Regions from separate parts of the Mus musculus genome. Here region 1 is linked to region 2. A link is a contact called in public Hi-C data. All regions are on one chromosome and are shown on one strand. Each heading gives the region's core, a stretch centred on a gene start, on an enhancer-like site or on the middle of the called end of the contact. The rest is flanking DNA. Distances are from core to core; before and after follow the strand shown.

Region 1 (2,911 bases), core at 94-2,593, 250 kb after region 2:
TACTGCAGGGTCAGAATCCCCCGCTGTATCCTGTAAAATCGCTGAACTCTTGGGAAAGTACTAAGAGACTGGAAGAAGCATTCAGCATCTCTCTTGAGATGAGTAAATTACATGGAAGGCTATGGGTATTTTATGATCTGTTATAGATGGAGAATTCAAGGTGCAGTTTGCCTTTTTTTTTTCTCTTTACTTAAAGCAAGAAAAGCTTAGCAGTGAAACTCATTTTCCATGACTCCCAAATGGTTTCACAATAAATCTGTGAACTTAATCAGCTTCTTCTGTTGAGGAAACCTCCTCTAATTGTGTTCTTGTGTGAAATAGACACGATGACAAAAAATACTCCAACTCTCAAAGAAAGTGTGGATCACTGTAATCTGGGGAATAACAGTCTCAGTGTCCAGTGAAGAGGAGCCAAGATCGTGCTGTCTCTGGTAGTATTTCTTTTCTAGATAATTGTCAGGCTCTTCTTTCTTGGTCAACAGTATGACAACGAATATCCTGAATTAAGTGTCTCTGGGACATAATGGTGTAGTAACTAGGAGCACTGCCAACTAGATTTCTAGAAATTCCCACAAGACTCCTGCAGAGCCACAAGGCACTATAACAGCAAATGAACACAGAGATGAAACACAGAACCTGAACGCCTTGCTTTCATCTCTTTTCCTGGTCTCTAGAAGCCAATGCCTGTCTTTCTTTCCCTTTCCTCCATGCCAAGTATGGCGGGTGCAGAGGGGACATGCCCGGAATGTTAGCACAGCTGATTACTGTCAGCTAGCAAAGCAATCTGGTGGAAAGAAGACAACAAGGACTCCGTGCGCTTGCTTCTTCCTGTTCCTCGGTTCTTGGGCAGTGACCTTCAGAGCTGCCGGGGTTTGTGGGAGCCGGTGGGTGTGGTCTGAGAGGGAGAGTCTACAATTGGAAGCTGACCTTTCGGAGTCTAGATTTTTTTCCGTCCTGGAAAATAAGAACTAAGCATAGAAATTGAATTAGAAGTGGAAGGATTTCCCAAGGCTCTCATTTGTCCCAGCTGCATCCACAGAGCCCACTTTTGCCTTGCTCCTCTCATTCCCAGCTAGGATTCCTGCCTGTCCCTCCTTACTCCGGGCTGGGTGCTGAGGTCAGCAGAAGCACCTTTGAGACAAACACACAAACTAAGCTGTCGTCAGCAGACCCAGCCTCAAAATTGGAGGAGGAATTGTGAAAACATCGTTTCCCTGCAAATCGGACACCCTCCTCACTCCCACAACAAAAGAACTAGTGTTTCTAAATGCTCTTGCCGCAGGCCCTCACCCGCCTGTGAATAGGGGCACGGAGGGGACAGAAACACCATAAAATCCTAGGTTCTCTCCACTCAGCCTCAAGCTGTGGTTTCCTATTTCCTCCCACTGGACAGCTTCAGTATTAATTGCTCCCAAAACCAACAGTAAAATTTCACTACCGCTCCTAGCAGGCAAAAAAACCCTCAGGTCTTCTGGGAAATTCGGAGCAGGGCTTGGTGACCCTGGCATCTCCCTCCTGTATACACACTAGCAGTGGGGGGTTCCAGACAGGTCTTTGGTTTGGGGCACAGGCTCTCAGCAAAGAGTAGTCCAAAGCTGCACATGAGAATTCACTAGAAATGCAAATTTTCAGCTCAACAGAAGCCCCAGGACTTGGCTGCCTCCTTAGTTTGTTGAAGGAAAAAAAAAAACCTGTAAGTGATTTCAGTTCACTTAAATCATTAGGATTAGCGATCGAGGCTAGGCATTTATTTTGTCAGAATACTGCAGACTTTTATTGTTGTCTGTGTGGTCTTTGGCGTACTTCCTTTAGTTTCTGTCTGGCAGGCTCTTAGTCTTTAAGTCCTTCTGAAAATACCCTCTATAAGTAAGTCTCCATCACCCTCCCAACCTAAGGAATAGAATGTCCTCTTATGTGTGTTATGACATTTGGAGCATCTTACTAATATATTTTGTTAAAACTATATCAAGTTCCTCGGTTCTGTTCCAGGTTCAGAAATAAGAACATGCTTACATCAGCAAATGCTTTGTGTAGACTATTGTGGGACTGTCGTTTTGTTTCTGGTGATGCCAAAATAAGATTTTTAAATTGATTAAAGAAATCAAAATTTAAGATCATATCCCAGGCTTCAGACCTCACCTCTGACATGTGCTGGCCTTAGGTAGTGATTTGACCACTTTAATTGTCAAGTATAATGAGGACATGGGTGCTTCTTGTGTTTACCCCAGTGTGACTGGATGGCTGAAGGAGTAGTCCAGCTAGCACGGTAGCTGACCTGTGAAAGTTGGTTGCTACTGGTAATGTTATTCTTTTCGTCTTCATCCTCACTAGAATGTTGTTAGCAGTGTTCACTGTGCCTGGAATAGAGAACACAGGCAAAAGCATCTGTGAAAAAAATCTTTGGAAAGATCAAGGTCGTGGCCTTATCTCTTATAGTTCCTGAAATGGAGGCAGATTTGAGGAAGTAGGCACTCACTGTAGGCAAATTTGACTTTTCATAATGTGCTTCGTGAAACAGACTGAAAGGTGTTGATGACTTCCAAATTTCCTTTCTCAACTGTTCAGGACCCATCACTGCCTCCGGGACATCATGTAAATTTGTCATATAAAATGGCCATTAGAGCAAGGATCAAAGCTTTGACAGTGAGTCAGAGTCACCTTCTTGTTGAAGTCATGAAGACTAAGGTGAAGCACAGGGGTGGTAGAAAGCATATTTCAGTAGCAGACCCAATAATTTTTTTTTAAAAAAATAACCCTTAAGTAGCTTAAGATAAAAAAACAGACAAACCTGAAATAGGTTTTCTGATTAAAAAATATCTCATTTTGTAGGAAGCCACCCTCACATTCGCCGTTGCAAGATGGCGCTGACATCCTGTGTTCTAAGTGGTAAACAAATAATCTGCGCATGTGC
Region 2 (2,948 bases), core at 194-2,693:
TTCCAACTTCCTCAAAACAGCTCTACAAAGCTACTACCATTCCCATCCTACAGATGGCAAGCCAAGACTCAGAGAGATAAGAATTCTTGCTCTGAGTCACGTGGCTATTGATGGCACAGCTGAGATAGGGACCACAGTGATATTTTTCTAAGCATACAAGTTCCTGATAACCTATCTGGCTCAAGTTCAAATAATCTTAAACTTAACTGTGTTAGGTATTGTCCCAGATACTATCTGACAGAAGCAAGAGAAGTCTAGAAGGAAAACAAGCAACATGACCAAGCAGATGAAGAAGGAAGCGTTCCTAAAGAGATGAACCACTGTAGTAAGGAATGGATCCATTACCGGAAGGGACTGGGGAGAGCAGGGCTGGGAAGCCAATCCCAGAGGTGCAGAATACAGTAGGAAATCATAAAGATGAGAGATATCAAACAGGGTCATGGGTGGCTTCCTCTAGCTGCTAGATGTGGGGCCCTTGGACAACTGGCAAAGTCTGTCTGAATCTTAGTTTTACCACCTAAAACTAAAAACTAAACTCACCTCATCTAGGTGTCATCCAAAAGACAAAGTGAGAGGACGGACAGACAGAAAGCTCCCAGCACAGCCAAGTGCAGAACAAACATCCTCAAACCACGCTACCTTGGGTTGTGAGCCACGCTCAGTGCAGGCGGCTCCTCCATCTTGCCTCTCCAGCAGTGTGCGTCTTTTATGTCATTCCGGGGTCAGCAGATCTGATTTGACTTTCTAATTCTGTCCTACTCTTTCTATAACCTAGCATTCTGTTCTGGAAATTGGGGTTACCTCCCCCTAATGTCTTATACCACCTCTACCCTCCTCTCCCCCTTCCCCCAGCAATGGACTTTCCAGCACAGACACTTAAATGTCTGCTAAAGTCAAGCATTAACTTGGGGAGTAGAAGAAAAATAAGTCCAGCATATTTCTATATTAACTCAACACTTCATGTGGATTCTACCATGGGTTGAAAACACTGGAAATTCTACCCTAATTAATGAGTATTTCACACGAGAGCCCGTTTTCTCTCCCTGATCGTCAATGGCACACGAAAAGGAAAAATACAGAGTAAGCTTTACCTCAAATACTTGCATGTTACGGCTATTCAAATGAACACAGGCTAACCAAATCCAAACATATATTAAATGTTCTGCCCATCATCTCCCCTCCTGTGAAGTGAAAGTTGTCTGTATGCTTATACTCTTGGCCTGAGGCATGTTAAAGCTGTTTTTTTTCCTTTCCATTTCAGTGACCCCAGCTCTGGGATACTCAAGACCACAGGGAGAAACGCAAACAGGAATTGCCTAGAGCCTGACAGCAAACAGCTCCTTTGGGAAGGAGCCAGCAATGCCACTCCATTCAATGGCTTTGCAGGCTCCATAGGGTGTGGAGCTGATGCTAACAAGGGGGTGGAGCGACACGCAGGCTGGTGTGCACTTACTTCATGGCTTTACTTACTTGTTGCCACTGCTCTGCCCTCCAAGTGTAGAGAGGACATGGTGAGGCTTGGCAGACACGCTCCGACTCTGGTCTGCTGTAGGAGCTGCACTCACTCTCTCTGGCTGCTTTGTGTGTCCCGATCTGACAGCCCACATGCCTCTGCTGCACGCCTTGGCCACAGGACACAGAGCACTGAGAAGACACAGGATGTAAGTAGGCACTTCGGCTCCCTTCTGGAGGGCGGGAAGGGGTGGGTCACAGAGGAGGGCAATGCTTTCTTAATCCAATGATTTTTCACAGCAGTCAAAATGCTTTCTCATTTCCAAGGAGGGGGACACTAAGGCAAGTTCTAAAAGCACTGGTAACTGCCAGTGCTGGGCAGGGTGCAGGAGCCACAAGTGGGGAGGAACCAAAACTCTCAGGGGATGTCAGAGGGAGGAGAGATTGTGGGGAAACACCACCATCCAGAAGTAATGGTGCCACATTGAAACAGACAAACGAAACACTGTGCATGACTTCCATCCTGGAAGATGGATGGCTTGGGAAAATTGGGAGATGCGGTTCTATAGCGTAACCCATAGAGAGCCAACCATTGACAATTAAGGCCATATAAGCAGAAGGACTTTCTCCTGCCCTCTTATTTTTCTAGTTTCTATTCCTGGAGACAGAACATTGCCTCGCTTGTTGTTTGTTTGTTTGTTTAAATCATGGAATTCACTTAACTATCTGTGCCTCCTCATAATCTCAAATGAATAGATGAAGAATAAAAGCTAATAAGGAAAAATAATTTCCTCAGGCTTAATGTTTTCAGCTCTTGAAAAAATCCCATTAATCACGAGGAAACATTTTGTTGACCAAGTTGCAAAACACCAATTAACTTTCCCCTAAATTAATTTTTTAATGGTTTCCTCATTGTTGGTTGCATAATCTCACTTATGGGCAAGCCAAGAATTATTGTCTTTATTAAGATTTTGGCAGTCAGAAACCAAAGGCAACCTTTGATTAGAGAGAACTGCATAACACTGCACTTGGTTATTAAAGGTTATTAGCAATTTGGGGGGTGGACATAAATCAGTCACTATTAATTTGCCTGGTGTTGAGAAACAAAGTTATCTGACATTCATGCCATGTACCCAAAAGGAGGTCTTCTTCTAAAACAAAACCAGACTCTACAACTGCACGCTTGTCTAATTTGCTTGTAGGGAAATTCAAGGTGCTCCGTGAAAGACGGAAAGTTTGTTAAGACATATGTATACCCAAGTGGATGCTGCTGCAGCTTAGGCTCTTTCGTAGAAGGCAGCTTGAGAAATGCTATTGTTTCAGAGAAATCTATGCTGGAGAAGAGCCTCACAGCTCACATCAAAGGGCGCGGAAGACAATGCTTCATCCCAACATCGTTGCCATTGTTTGGGTTTAATTGGATTAATTGAATTGAATGAGTTTGTGACCCACAAGAAACCAGACTTTAAAGTCATTATGTTCTGGGAAGGATAAGG

What was found. A called contact is a pair of places that touch in the nucleus more often than the background predicts.
Region 1: a contact with region 2 is called in a Hi-C map of the N1E-115 cell line, with 2.5 times the contacts expected there. The contact joins the enhancer-like site here to the promoter of A730049H05Rik in region 2. A contact is called at or near these places in 7 of 39 promoter capture datasets (the 3T3-L1 cell line, cranial neural crest, frontonasal cranial neural crest and 4 more), 3 of 484 Hi-C or Micro-C datasets (the N1E-115 cell line, pancreatic cancer cells and uterus) and 1 of 9 other capture datasets (liver).

The regions. Positions count from the first base shown.
Region 1 is chr6:93,065,583-93,068,493 of GRCm38.p6, forward strand. All of the region lies in intron 1 of 9530026P05Rik (RIKEN cDNA 9530026P05 gene), which reads left to right. Among named protein-coding and RNA genes, the nearest start is that of Adamts9, 120 kb to the left of the region's middle. Within about 2 kb of position 1,344, at least 74 of the 459 cell types and tissues checked have an H3K27ac peak or open chromatin away from gene starts, as enhancers often do. A contact at or near this core is called in the N1E-115 cell line and uterus, where this site is marked.
Region 2 is chr6:92,815,000-92,817,947 of GRCm38.p6, forward strand. It overlaps A730049H05Rik (RIKEN cDNA A730049H05 gene), which reads left to right and starts at 1,444. Exons shown (of 5, transcript NR_169152.1): 1 at 1,444-1,661. It overlaps Adamts9 (a disintegrin-like and metallopeptidase (reprolysin type) with thrombospondin type 1 motif, 9), which reads right to left. Exons shown (of 40, transcript NM_175314.4): 30 at 1,471-1,644.